2 separate regions of the Mus musculus genome follow, and region 2 is linked to region 1. A link is a contact called in public Hi-C data. All regions are on one chromosome and are shown on one strand. The core of a region is the stretch at or near the end of the contact, and the rest is flanking DNA. Distances in the headings are between cores, read along the strand shown. Region 1 holds the start of Tpr (translocated promoter region, nuclear basket protein). Region 2 holds the start of Dhx9 (DEAH (Asp-Glu-Ala-His) box polypeptide 9).

The links. A called contact is a pair of places that touch in the nucleus more often than the background predicts.
Region 2: a Hi-C map of CD8 T cells shows a contact between it and region 1, with 5 times the contacts expected there. The contact joins the promoter of Dhx9 here to the promoter of Tpr in region 1. A contact is called at or near these places in 3 of 484 Hi-C or Micro-C datasets (CD8 T cells, the HL-1 cell line and erythroid progenitors).

What each region holds. Positions count from the first base shown.
Region 1 is chr1:150,388,991-150,394,590 of GRCm38.p6, forward strand. It overlaps Tpr (translocated promoter region, nuclear basket protein), which reads left to right and starts at 3,848. Exons shown (of 52, transcript NM_133780.3): 1 at 3,848-4,023; 2 at 4,366-4,668. The coding sequence starts at 3,954. Odr4 (odr4 GPCR localization factor homolog) reads right to left here and starts at 4,065. Exons shown (of 14, transcript NM_145511.2): 1 at 3,700-4,065; 2 at 1,246-1,366. The coding sequence starts at 1,344.
Region 2 is chr1:153,485,493-153,491,503 of GRCm38.p6, forward strand. It overlaps Dhx9 (DEAH (Asp-Glu-Ala-His) box polypeptide 9), which reads right to left and starts at 2,168. Exons shown (of 28, transcript NM_007842.2): 1 at 2,041-2,168.

The DNA of each region.
Region 1 (5,600 bases), core at 2,598-5,097:
TTCACTATAGCCCAGGCTGAAAGAGAAAGAATGCAGAAAATGAAGAAATAAAGATAGTGTGGAGCTGGTTAAGGTAGTTCACACTATAATAAGAATGGTAAGTTCAAAGCCAGTGTGGGCTACATCTCAAAACGCCTGGATTGACAGATACTGAGTGAGGCAGGCAAGCATGGAGGTAGCTTACCTGAGATACTATTTCACTTGGGTCATTGCAAACCTGTCCCCTTTTATAATATACTTTATAGCCTAGTCCCGTAACCTGCAGGAACCATGCACAAACACCTCTCTCCTAGCAGCCTCACTCTCAGACCCCTATCTGTACCAAGCTACATATTTCTTCCATCTCTAAGCAACAATATAGATTTCCTTGTCCTTGGTAAGAACCACATTAGTCAGTTTCTATTGAAGTGTATTCCTAAGATATCTGGTAAGAAGAATAGAAATGTCCAATGAGCCTAAGATAGTTTTAAGAGCACGTGCAGTTAGATAAACTGTCCATCAAGTGAACATGTCAGAAAAAAAAATCTTATACCTATGCATTAAATTAATCAGGTGGATTATGGGGAAGGACATGTAGATTGGGGAAATGAGTATCAGACTTTATCTAACCTAACAACCAAAATGGACAACCACTCAACCTGCATTCTTAAAGGCGAGAATGCCCATCTTTTGAACCCCATAAAACTAAGTCACAAACATAATTTGGGCACTACCTCCCTCATGTGGCCTGCAGTGCATCTGGATTCCTGCTTTGTTCCTTACAAAGTTATCTTGCCACGTTTGCAAATGTGAGTCCTTATTTCCAATTATTTGGATAAGAGGCCAAGAACTTGGAAAGAACTGATCCTGCCTTTGACCACTCTGACAACCACCAGTAACACGGGGGATGAAACTTAGAGCGCTATTTACATATGCTGGGCAAGTACCAGCTGAGCTGTGTATCCGGTCCAAAACACAAAGAAAGCAAAATGTAAATCATGTGGTCAAGGAAGGCTTAAACTGTGACCTTCTGACATTACAAGTTACTTTCAAAGTACCAAAGGGAAAAATAATCATACTTATTCAAGTTTCAACCAGATTTCCTACTCTTTCAAATGTTAACTCAAAGATCCACTTTAGGTTAACTATTTAAGATTCTGTCCCGTCCACATCACAACTTTGAATTTACTAGTAAATCGTATATATAATTGAAACTAATGAGTAATTTGTTTTTATCAACCTGCAGAGTAGCAGACATATACATACCTGTCCTATCAAAAGACCAGAGACAAAAGGTTTTCCCTGGAGGTTGATGCTTGAAAGATACTGGCCAACAGTCTCTTCTACAATGTAGGTTCTTCCCATTATAGACAGCCAATTCAACAGCCTAAATTGCAAGAAATAAAAGTTAGCATTTTGGGGGGAAAAGCGATTTCTGATGTTTTAGCATTGGTGGACAGGCAATAGAACAAAAAGAGTGGCCCATTCCCAAAACTCTCCTATTTCTTGCAGTGATCATTTATAAAATAAGGCATTCTTTTCTGTACAACTAAAATGCAGCTTTGGAAATCTTTTTTTTTTTTAATTTTTTAAATTTATTTTATTTATGTGAGTACACTGTCGCTGTCTTCAGACACACCAGAAGAGAGCATCAGATCTCATTACAGATGGTTGTGAGTAACCATGTGGTTGATGGGAATTGAACTTAGGACCTCTGAAAGAGCAGTCAGTGGTCTTAACTGCTGAGCCATCTCTCCAGCTCCCAGCTTTGGAATTCTTAGTACAGTGCTATAAGAAAAAACTCCCGCTGCTAGGCAGTGGTGGCGCACGCCTTTAATCCTAGCACTTGGGAGGTAGAGGCAGGTGGATTTCTGAGTTCGAGGCCAGCCTGGTCTACAGAGTGAGTTCCAGGACAGCCAGGGCTACACAGAGAAACCCTGTCAAAAAAAAAAAGAAAGAAAGAAAGAACTCCCTTGGGGCCAGAGTGGTGGCTTAACGGTTAGCAGCCCATGCTGCTTTTCCACAGAGCTTGGGTTCGGTTTCCAGCATCCAAGTCCAGAGGTGCACAAATGCCTTTAGCTGCAACTCCAGGAAATCTGACTCCCACTTCTCAAGTCTGCACACATGTAGCTTGTTCACACAAATATACACACCAAACGATAATAAATCCAAAAATCTTTTGAGAAAAGAAAAGAAGGAACAAGAGTCCCAGCCAGATATGGTGGTGCAAGCCTGGAATTGCTGTACCCTTGAGGATGAAACAGACTTGGCGCTTTGAGCTGGAGGCCAGCCAAAGCTATATAGTGAGTTCTGGGACAATCTGATCTAAAGAGTGAAACCCTGCCTGGAAAGACACAGGAAGAAAACAAAACAACAATAACAAATATAATTACCAATTGCCATGAGAAAGCAAAGTTACTTCTCACTCTTGGGATAAGGAAATAAGGATACCATTCAACACATCTAATTTCTTATTTTAGATCTACTCCTTAGCTGCATTCTCTATGACAATTTATTGGTGAACTTCGATATTCTTGTTTCTAAAATATGGAAGCTGAATTTCTGATTAGTTCATTAAGAGGAGAGAGACTCAAATTTGTTTACCCAATAGTGACTGTAAAACGACTGTTTTCTACAAATTGTGCAAGGTGGGAAGGCACAAATGTGTGATTGCTGCTATGAGACAACTCCTAATAACAGCCACTTAGGTAACCAGTCTGCAATGACAATTATCTATATTGCTTCAATTCTACACGGGACATTTTTCTAAGGACTTCACATGTATTGATATTTAATACAAATTCCTGCACGGTAAGTACTATTATTGTCGTCTCCGTTTTATACATAAAGAAATCAAAAAGAAATGTTAAATAACTCCTCCAAATGACTAAAGTAGTGAGTGTGAAAGGTGGGATTTAAGTTCTCTCAATCTGTTTTGCTTGCGGTGGCAATGATACTCAGCCCTTCAATTGAATCATTGCAGGAACATCTCCTGTTCTCATCTCCTGTCCTCTTCTTCAGCTTGTGAATTCAGTTATGAATCTCCTACTAATTTAATCCCTCCCATCCCCTTCATTAAGACAGAGCCTGACTCCTAACACAGGCTGTCCTGGAATGATAACCCCCCCACCTCTTAATCCCTGTAGCTGACACCACAGGCATGTGCTCTCCTTATTTTCAATCAAAAGGCAACAAATTCTTCCAGAAAAGTACCCAGCCATGAAACGAAGTACACGCTGATATTGCTGAGTCGTGTTCGGGAAACAGACATAGTTCTGTTACTGTGGCAAAATGACAAGTGTCTCAATAAAACTGTCCTAAAAATGTTAAAATTAAAAACGTCAACATCAGACATTTGCCTGCAATGTCATCTTACTACATAAACAACAAAATTTGATTTTTTTTCTGTTTAAAATATTAACCAGACTACTTTAATTTCGCACTAAGTCATTCGGTACCTCACACCCACAAAAGCATGTAGGTACCAGGTTTGACACTAAGCTAATCTCCTCCGAACAGGGCTTGAGTGTGCACCAGTGACTGACTGTTCCATATGGTCCCTAAATCCTTTCTTTTCTCCCCGAAAAGGAAGCTGGTGGTGCCCGGGTGCACACATATTCCTTGGCCGACTAACTTGATCTCAGAATGTGCACATGTGGCAAATAAATCCCTGGAGCTTTCTGTCAGCGAGAGAACTCGAGTTAGGGTACAAGTAGCTACCTTCAAAGGCCAGGTGCCACTCAGGTCCCCACGTCCACAGCCAATGATCTCATCAGAAAGCGACAGCAGAGACACTTCCTACTCCAAACGCGGGTCGCGGCCCCAACGGGTGCAGACTGATGACGCAAGCCGTCCCGCACCCATCTCCGCAGCTCTTCTACCCAAGCGAGGGAGGCCTGCACCCCGCCCCTCTCGGGGCACCGTTAAGATCGTGGCGGTAGCCCAGAGCCTGTCGAGACACCCTGCCGTGACCCATGACCTCTGGTGGCTCGGCTTCTAGAAGTGGCCACAGAGGAGTACCCATGACATCCCGGGGTTTTGACGGTAAGGTCGTCTTGCTCCTCCGGGATAAGGACGAGGGTGGCTGCGTACTTATGTAGCGCCCCCGCGCGGGCACTCGTCACAGCCATAGGAGGCGAGCCGGGGGCGGGGAGAAAGAAGGAAGTGGGGCGAGAGGTGCGGCCTGAGCGCGCGTAAGCGGGTGAGAAATACACTACATTTCCCAAGAGTCTCTGGGGCTGGAAACCGGTGAAATCCCCAAAAAACTGGGGCCGAGGCTGCTGTGAACTCGCTTTCCCAGCGTGCCTAGCTCCCGGTGGCTGCGTGCGCAGAGAGGGCGCGGCGGCGCGGCTCTGGCTGCACCTAACGCGGGACTCTCTTTCCCAGGGTCCCGCCGCGGGAGTCTCAGGCGGGCAGGCGCGCGAGAGACCGCGAGCGAGGCGGCGGACGGGGCGGCTCCGGCGGCTGGGCTCCGCGCTTCTCCTTGCTCCTTGGCTTCTCCTTCAGCCGCTGCGGCTGTTGCCGCGATCCCGGCCGACATGGCGGCGGTGTTGCAGCAAGTGCTGGAGCGCCCGGAACTGAACAAACTGCCGAAGTCGACGCAGAACAAACTTGAGAAGTTCCTGGCCGAGCAGCAGTCCGAGATCGACTGCCTGAAGGGGCGGCACGAGAAATTTAAGGTGGAGAGTGGTAAGTGTGGAGACGCTCTTCGCGCTCCGGTCTGGAGCTGGGGCCCGACCTCCTTTGCACGCCTGCCCTCTTCTCCCTGGTGAGGTGTTCAGGTAGCAGCTTCTCAGGCTCCATGTGCAGCGGAGGCCTTCTCTCTTCTCCCCGCTGTGTGGTTTAGATCGGGGGGCGGGGGGATCCTCCCCGATCTAAATCCACCTTCGTTTACCTCGGTTTCCTTTTACTAAGCGTAGTCTTCTGTGGAAACTCCTCAATGGGCCCACCGACAGAAACTGGAGAATTTGGCCCAGTTTGCACCAGATTTTTAGGACTATGCAATCCTAATCTAATGTTGTTTTGCTGTACTTTAAATGACAGTTAAGCGCCCCCCCCCCAGTTTGTTTGTTTTTAAACTGGATTTATAAGCCTTTACCCATTTCCCCCCTTTAGTGCCTTGTTTTAGTGTGTATAGCACCCTGTGATCTAATAATGCAGTAGATGGTCGCGATGAGGAATTTGTATACAAAAGGACGGTACTAGAAAGAGCAATGAAATGCGATAAATGAATATATGGTGGTTCTCCCAGAGCGTTGAGACTTGATAGGAAATATATAATAAAAATATCTGCTTGTACGTTCTTGTCGTTGCTTTTGTATAAGGAAATTAGAGACATAGCTTAAATATTCTTGGGAGAAAGAAAACAGTTATTTAAAAAACAGAGCCGGGCGGTGGTGGCGGCGCACGCCTTTAATCCTAGCACTTGGGAGGCAGAGGCAGTCGTATTTCTGAGTTCAAGGCCAGCCTGGTCTACAGAGTGAGTTCCAGGACAGCCAGGGCTACACAGAGAAACCCTGTCTCGAAAAAAAAAAGAAAGAAAAAACAGAATTTTTTGTCACATGTTTTGGTTTATCATTAATTGAGGGAATGGGGTCTATAGTATGGTAGATTGATTAGAA
Region 2 (6,011 bases), core at 918-3,417, 3.1 Mb after region 1:
ATCCCAGGACAGCTAGTGCTAAAGAAGAGAAACCCTGTCTCGAAAAAACAAAAAGAAGCTAAAGACAATAGACTCCTTCACAAGTCTGGCTGTTCTGGCTCAGGCATTTAATTCCAGCACTTGGAGAGCAGAGAAGGGCTGATCTCTTTAAGTTGGAGGCTACCAAGTCTACAGAGAAACCCTGTCTCCAAAACAAAAACCCCCAACATAAGTAAATGTACAAAGTAAATGAGTAACAAAATATAGGGCCTATCAAACCCCTTTGTCTCTAGAAAACCCATTTAATTTTAAACATTCATGCTAACTAAGTCCAAACAGATCGATACAGCCCTTAAGGCTCCAAAATTTACCCGAGGAAAATACTAATATTCCCATCTATAAACTAACTAGGCATCTCAGTAATAAATTTATACCTAAGTATATTCTTAGTTGCAACCCAACTTCACAATTGGAAATTCTAATCCGATCCCCAAAGATCTTTCACAGCTATTTCTTGAATCCTTAAAGTGGTGCTGATATCCTTAGTAGATTAGGAACTATTTAATCCTTAAACTGCCTATTGTACTGTTTGGTTTTACTTTTATTACTTTGAACTGAGGAAATTTAAGAAAACTGGAGAATAAAGAGTATAAATGGCCCCCTAGAAATACTCAGCGGTTAAGAGCACTGACTGCTCTTCCAGAGGTCCTGAGTTCAAATCCCAACAACCACATAGTGGCTCACAACCATCTGTAATGAGATGATGCCCTCTTCTGGTGTTTCCAAAGACAGCTACAGTGTAGTTATTTACATAAAATAGCAAGCTGGGCGTGGTAGCATACACCTTTAATCCCAGCACTTGGTAGGCAGTGGCAGGCGGATTTGAGTTCGAGGCCAGCCTGGTCTACAGAGTGAGTTCCAGGATAGCTGGAGCTATACAGAGGAAACCCTATCTCGAAAAACCAAAAAAACAAACAAAAACCCCACAACTTCTTTTACAGACCTAGAACTTATCCTCTTGTCGAGAGCCTAGATGGATGCCAAATTTTCCATCATGTCACATCTGCCCTGCTGTTTTGGCTCCAGAAATGCCTCCACTATTACTCGTTTGTTTTTCTACAGCTCCTCTCTCACTTGCCACCACTACCTGATACGTATACACGTATACTCGTATACACACACATATCGGAATAAATCAAATTTTGTTTTATGAGACAAGATTTCTATGTGTAGTAGCCCCGGACTCAAGAGATCGAACAATACCTTCCACCACCAAACCCCAGTGCTGGAATGAAAGGCTAGAGTCATGGCTCCCAATTTTGTGTTTTCATTCTTGCCACCCGGAAACAAATTCTTTCATCTCTTTTCGCACCCTCAGGTCACGTGGCCGGCCCTCCCTTCCTCCAGGAAGGTCTGGCCTTAGGCGTAACTGATCTCTCATTGCCCTTTGGAGCGGATACACTGTGCACCTCAAAGCCAGACTCAGGCTCGTGCACCCCTCAGACTGAGGCGCCCTCCCTTTCGACCGTTATCTACAGCGGGGCTATCCCGTTGCGCGGTGTAATTCCGCCATCACTTACTAAATCATGCATTCATTTTCCTACCACCTGCTCCTCATCCCGCCCCACCCAGCCATGCCCCGTCACCAGTGCGGAGCGGGAGGACCTGCAGCGAAGCCCCGGACCCCAAAGCGGGCACCCCCACGGGGCCCGGGTGTCCCGGATTAGAACCGCGGACGACCCCCCACCACCACGCGCCGGGTGGCGTCGAGCCGCTACCCCTACACGCAACTGATTACAGACACCCGCCGCCCGTCAGGCCGAGTGAGGAAGAGGCCTCCGAGAGCGGCCAGTCTGTGCAAGGAACCCCAGGGCCTAGGGCCACGGGAGCTCCGCTGCGCGAGGCGCCCACGGCCCGTAAATCCGGGTACCCGCCGCGCTGCCCCTCCCCCACACGCTCGCCCGCCCGCGCCTCACAACAAAGCCACGGCTGAGCCGCGGAGGCCGGCGTCGGCCCGCAGCAATGAGCCCGCGTCCGGGGCCGCAACGCCCCCTTTCTTACCCTCCTCCGCTTTTCCGTGCCCGAGAGCACAGCCTTCTTAGGCGAGTTCGCAGCGCCAACCTTCCACGAGAACGGCGAAAGAACACACCTCACCCGCATGGAAGCAGCGGCGAAATGGCTCCGACTGCAGGACCCAGGGGGCGGAGTCGGCGACTCGCGCCTGCGCGGTAGGCCAACTCCGGAGCCAGCACGCCCCGAGGGGGCGGGGCTTGAACCACTTCCGGGCGCCAAACCTGAGGTCGCGCGAGATCTGCTGGCCTAGGCCCATAATTTCCTGTCAGTCGCTAACCAGCTTGGTTTCTGGAAGTTATGTCTCCTTGCCTTTGTCTTTGTAGAGCAAGCTAGCCCACCACTTAACGCAGTCCACTTGCCTCCACCTCTGAAGGCAAAATTTAGAGACATGCCACCATGGATCTCCTTTTTGATAGTTTATCTTACGTAAGGGCAGTGTTACAGGATTAATCCTTTCAGAGTTTATCAGAATAGCCACTTTAAAATATGCCAAAGCAATGTATTTATGGGTGCTGTATGTTAAAATACAAGGACTGAAGTATTTCTGCTTCATCAAAATGCTGCAGGCAGCCGGGCAGTAGTGGCGCATGCCTTTAATCCCAGCACTTGGGAGGCAGAGGCAGGCAGATTTCTGAGTTCGAGGCCAGCCTGGTCTACAAAGTGAGTTCCAGGACAGCCAAGCCTACACAGAGAAACCCTGTCTCGAAAAACCAAAAGAAAAAGAAAAAAGAAAAGAAATAAAATGCTGCAGGCAGTGTGTAGCATGGTGGCACTTGCCTCCAGTCACAGCACCCAGGAAACAGAGACTGACAGACCTCCGTAAGTTCAAAACAGTCTGGTCTATGTTTAAGGAAGGCCAGGGCAACATAATGAGATCCTGTCTAAACAGCAAAGGAACAAAAACCTTAGAAGTTAAAAGCACTTGTTGCTCTTGTGGAAGGCTTGGATTCAGTTCTCAATCACACAGTGGCTCACACACAACCATAACCTCCATTCCAGGGGACCCAGCAGGTACAACCATGGTGCACTGACCTACAGGCCATAAGACATAAAGTAAAATGAATCTAAGACAAGAAAGAGAGCCCTGGCTTATTGGTTTATTGCCAGGGGTGGTGGTATATGCCATTAATCCCATTGTAGTAAAACCCATTACCCCACCAAAAAGAAAACCCTAGCTCAAGACACAACTTCTCCACTTACCTTTTGGCTGGGGAGAGGGACGAGGGACTCTTTTTTTTTTTTTTTTTTTTTTTCCAAGACAGGGTTTCTTTGTGTAGCCCTGGCTATCCTGGATTTGTAAACCAGGCTGTCCTGGGACTCACAGAGATCTGTCTGCCTCTGCCCCACCCCTCACCCCTCAGGCTGGGATTAAAGGCATGCTCCCAATTATCTCAAAATCCTGTGTTTTGTTTAGCTTCAAGTGAGAAGACTCTTGAGTTTAATACTTGTTTTGAGGGGTGTTGTATTTTTGAAGTACTGAAGAGTAACTCAAGGTTACCCTACTACTAAGCTACACTCAAGCCCAGCATCCCCAACCTAGTTGTCTGTTTGTTGTTGTTTTGTGAAAACTAGCATGCCTCAAGCCCCGATTTGATCTCCACCCATGCGAACAGAATTATGGAAACTTCCAAAGGAGAACGGTGTTTAAAACTCCTCAGGCCAGAGGGTGAGTGCAGCCCTCTGCTGGTCGGCTTGCCTAGTGTGCAGAGACAAGGGAGTCAGCGCAGAACACACAGACTGACAGAAATTTCACTTCTGCTACTTTCACCAACCCTTTCTCTATTTTAAGGACCTGCCTCCTTCACACGGTGTTCTAAATTCTACAGGGCCCCTGTGGGGTGGCTTCTTCCTCTCTGCTCATGTGACTTTGTCTGAAAATAAAAATGCAGATCTTGACCCCGGGTGATCCAGCTTCCAAACTTTCCAAAGCCCGCAGAGAAAAAAAGACTTGGCCCATTGAGAGGATCTTCTTTTTTTATTTTTATTTTTTAAAGATTTATTTTATTATTATATCTAAGTACACACTGTTACACTGTTGCTGTCTTCAGATGCACCAGAAGGAAGCCTCAGATCTCATTACAGATGGTTGTGAGCCACCATGTGGTTGCTGGTATTTGAACACATGACTTATGGAAGAGTAGTCAGTGTTCTTAACCACTGAGCCATCTCTCCAGCCCGAGAGGATTTTCTACCCATTGTCTCACTGTGACCTTCCCGCCCTTGAACTTACCCCAAGAAAAAGATTTGAGACAAAAAAAAAAAAAAAAAAAAAATCCCCAGAGACAGCAGGATATCTATTTCCTCCCCCTAATTTCTGTCTCTTGGGATATTTGGTAGAAAGGAGAGCAGTATGAACCTTGATTCCAGGAAGAGAACTGAAGAAAAAAAAAGAGCTGGGCTCAGTGGAGAGAGTGCTGCTTGGAGTCCCTGACATCCTGAGTTCCAGCTCTAATATCATAAGAAACTGAACATGGCACCTAAGGTTTGTAATCTCTGCAGTCAGGATCCAGAACCAAGGGGATCAGGATTCAAGGTCAGCGTCTTCAATAAGCAGGTTTGAGGCCATCCTTGTGACACGGTGCCAGACCTTTGAAGCACAACTGACTCCAAGATGTAAGCACTGTTCATTGTACCATCCAGGCTGTAAACTCAGTGTGGAGACAGCACCGCCTGCCAAAACTAAAAGTCTCCATCCATCAAAGTCCACAGTTATGGAAAACTTACTAACTGTGCTAATTTCTCCCGTGGTTCTGCTTCTGTGGACCTGCTCTTTTAAGTGAAGGATATCAACCCAGGACTTGATTTTTTTTTTCTTGGTGTTTTTGAGACAGGGTTTCTCTGTGTAGTCCTGGCTGTCCTGGAACTCACTTTGTAGACCAGGCTGGCCTCGAACTCAGAAATCTGCCTGCCTCTGCCTCCGGAGTGCTGGGATTAAAGGCGTGGGCCACCACGCCCCGCTAGGACTTGATTTTTATGTTTCAAAGCTCACCTGAGAAAGGCAAAGGGCTACACTGGAATCCCAAACACCAGAGTAGTCACCACCCAGCTAATAAAGACTTTCTATTGGCTTAAACCCACGTCAGAGCAGTCTTCTCTGTTGAGCCCCTCAACAGTCCTGAGACACTAAGACCCTTCCACAAAGCAAAGCAAAACAAAACAAACCCAGAAAATTAAAAAAGGTGAGGTTTAGCCGGGTGTGGTGGCGCACACCTTTGATCCCAGCACTTCGGAGGCAGAGGCAGGTGGATTTCTGAGTTCGAGGCCAGCCTGGTCTACAAAGTGGGTTCCAGGACAGCCAGGGCTACACAGAGAAACCCTGTCTCGGAAAAAAAACAAAACCAAAAACCAAAAACCAAAACAAGCTGGGTGGTGGTGGCACACTCCTTTAATTTCAGCACTTGGGAGGCAGAGGCAGGCGATTTCTGAGTTCGAGCCCAGCCTGGTCTACAGAGTGAGTTCCAGGACAGCCAGGGCTATACAGAGAAACACTGTCTCGGGGGAAAAAAAAAAGGTGAGGTTTCTAAGAGAGTAAAGGGTCTTTGCTAACAAGCCTGGGAATCTGAGTTTGATCCCCAGGACCCACATGGTGAAATCAAAGAATCTAGTCCCTCTAGTTGTCCTCTGACCTCCACACAGGTCATGTTGTTGTGCTTCACACACACACACACACACACACACACACACACACCACTCACACACATGCATTTAATGTAAATATATAATTGAATGCAAGCTGTGAAATATTAAGGTAGATACAACATTTTAAAGGTAATCAATGAGACTAGAGTTGTAGCTCACTGGTAAGGATTGGGTTTAGCATCTCACTGGTAAGGATTGGGCTTAGCATGCGTATAGCCCTGACTTTAACCTCCAGCACATCCATACTGCGGGAAAAGCCAAGCCCAGTACAGCAAGCCTATAATCCCAGCTGTATGGGAGACAGACTCAGGAGGACCACA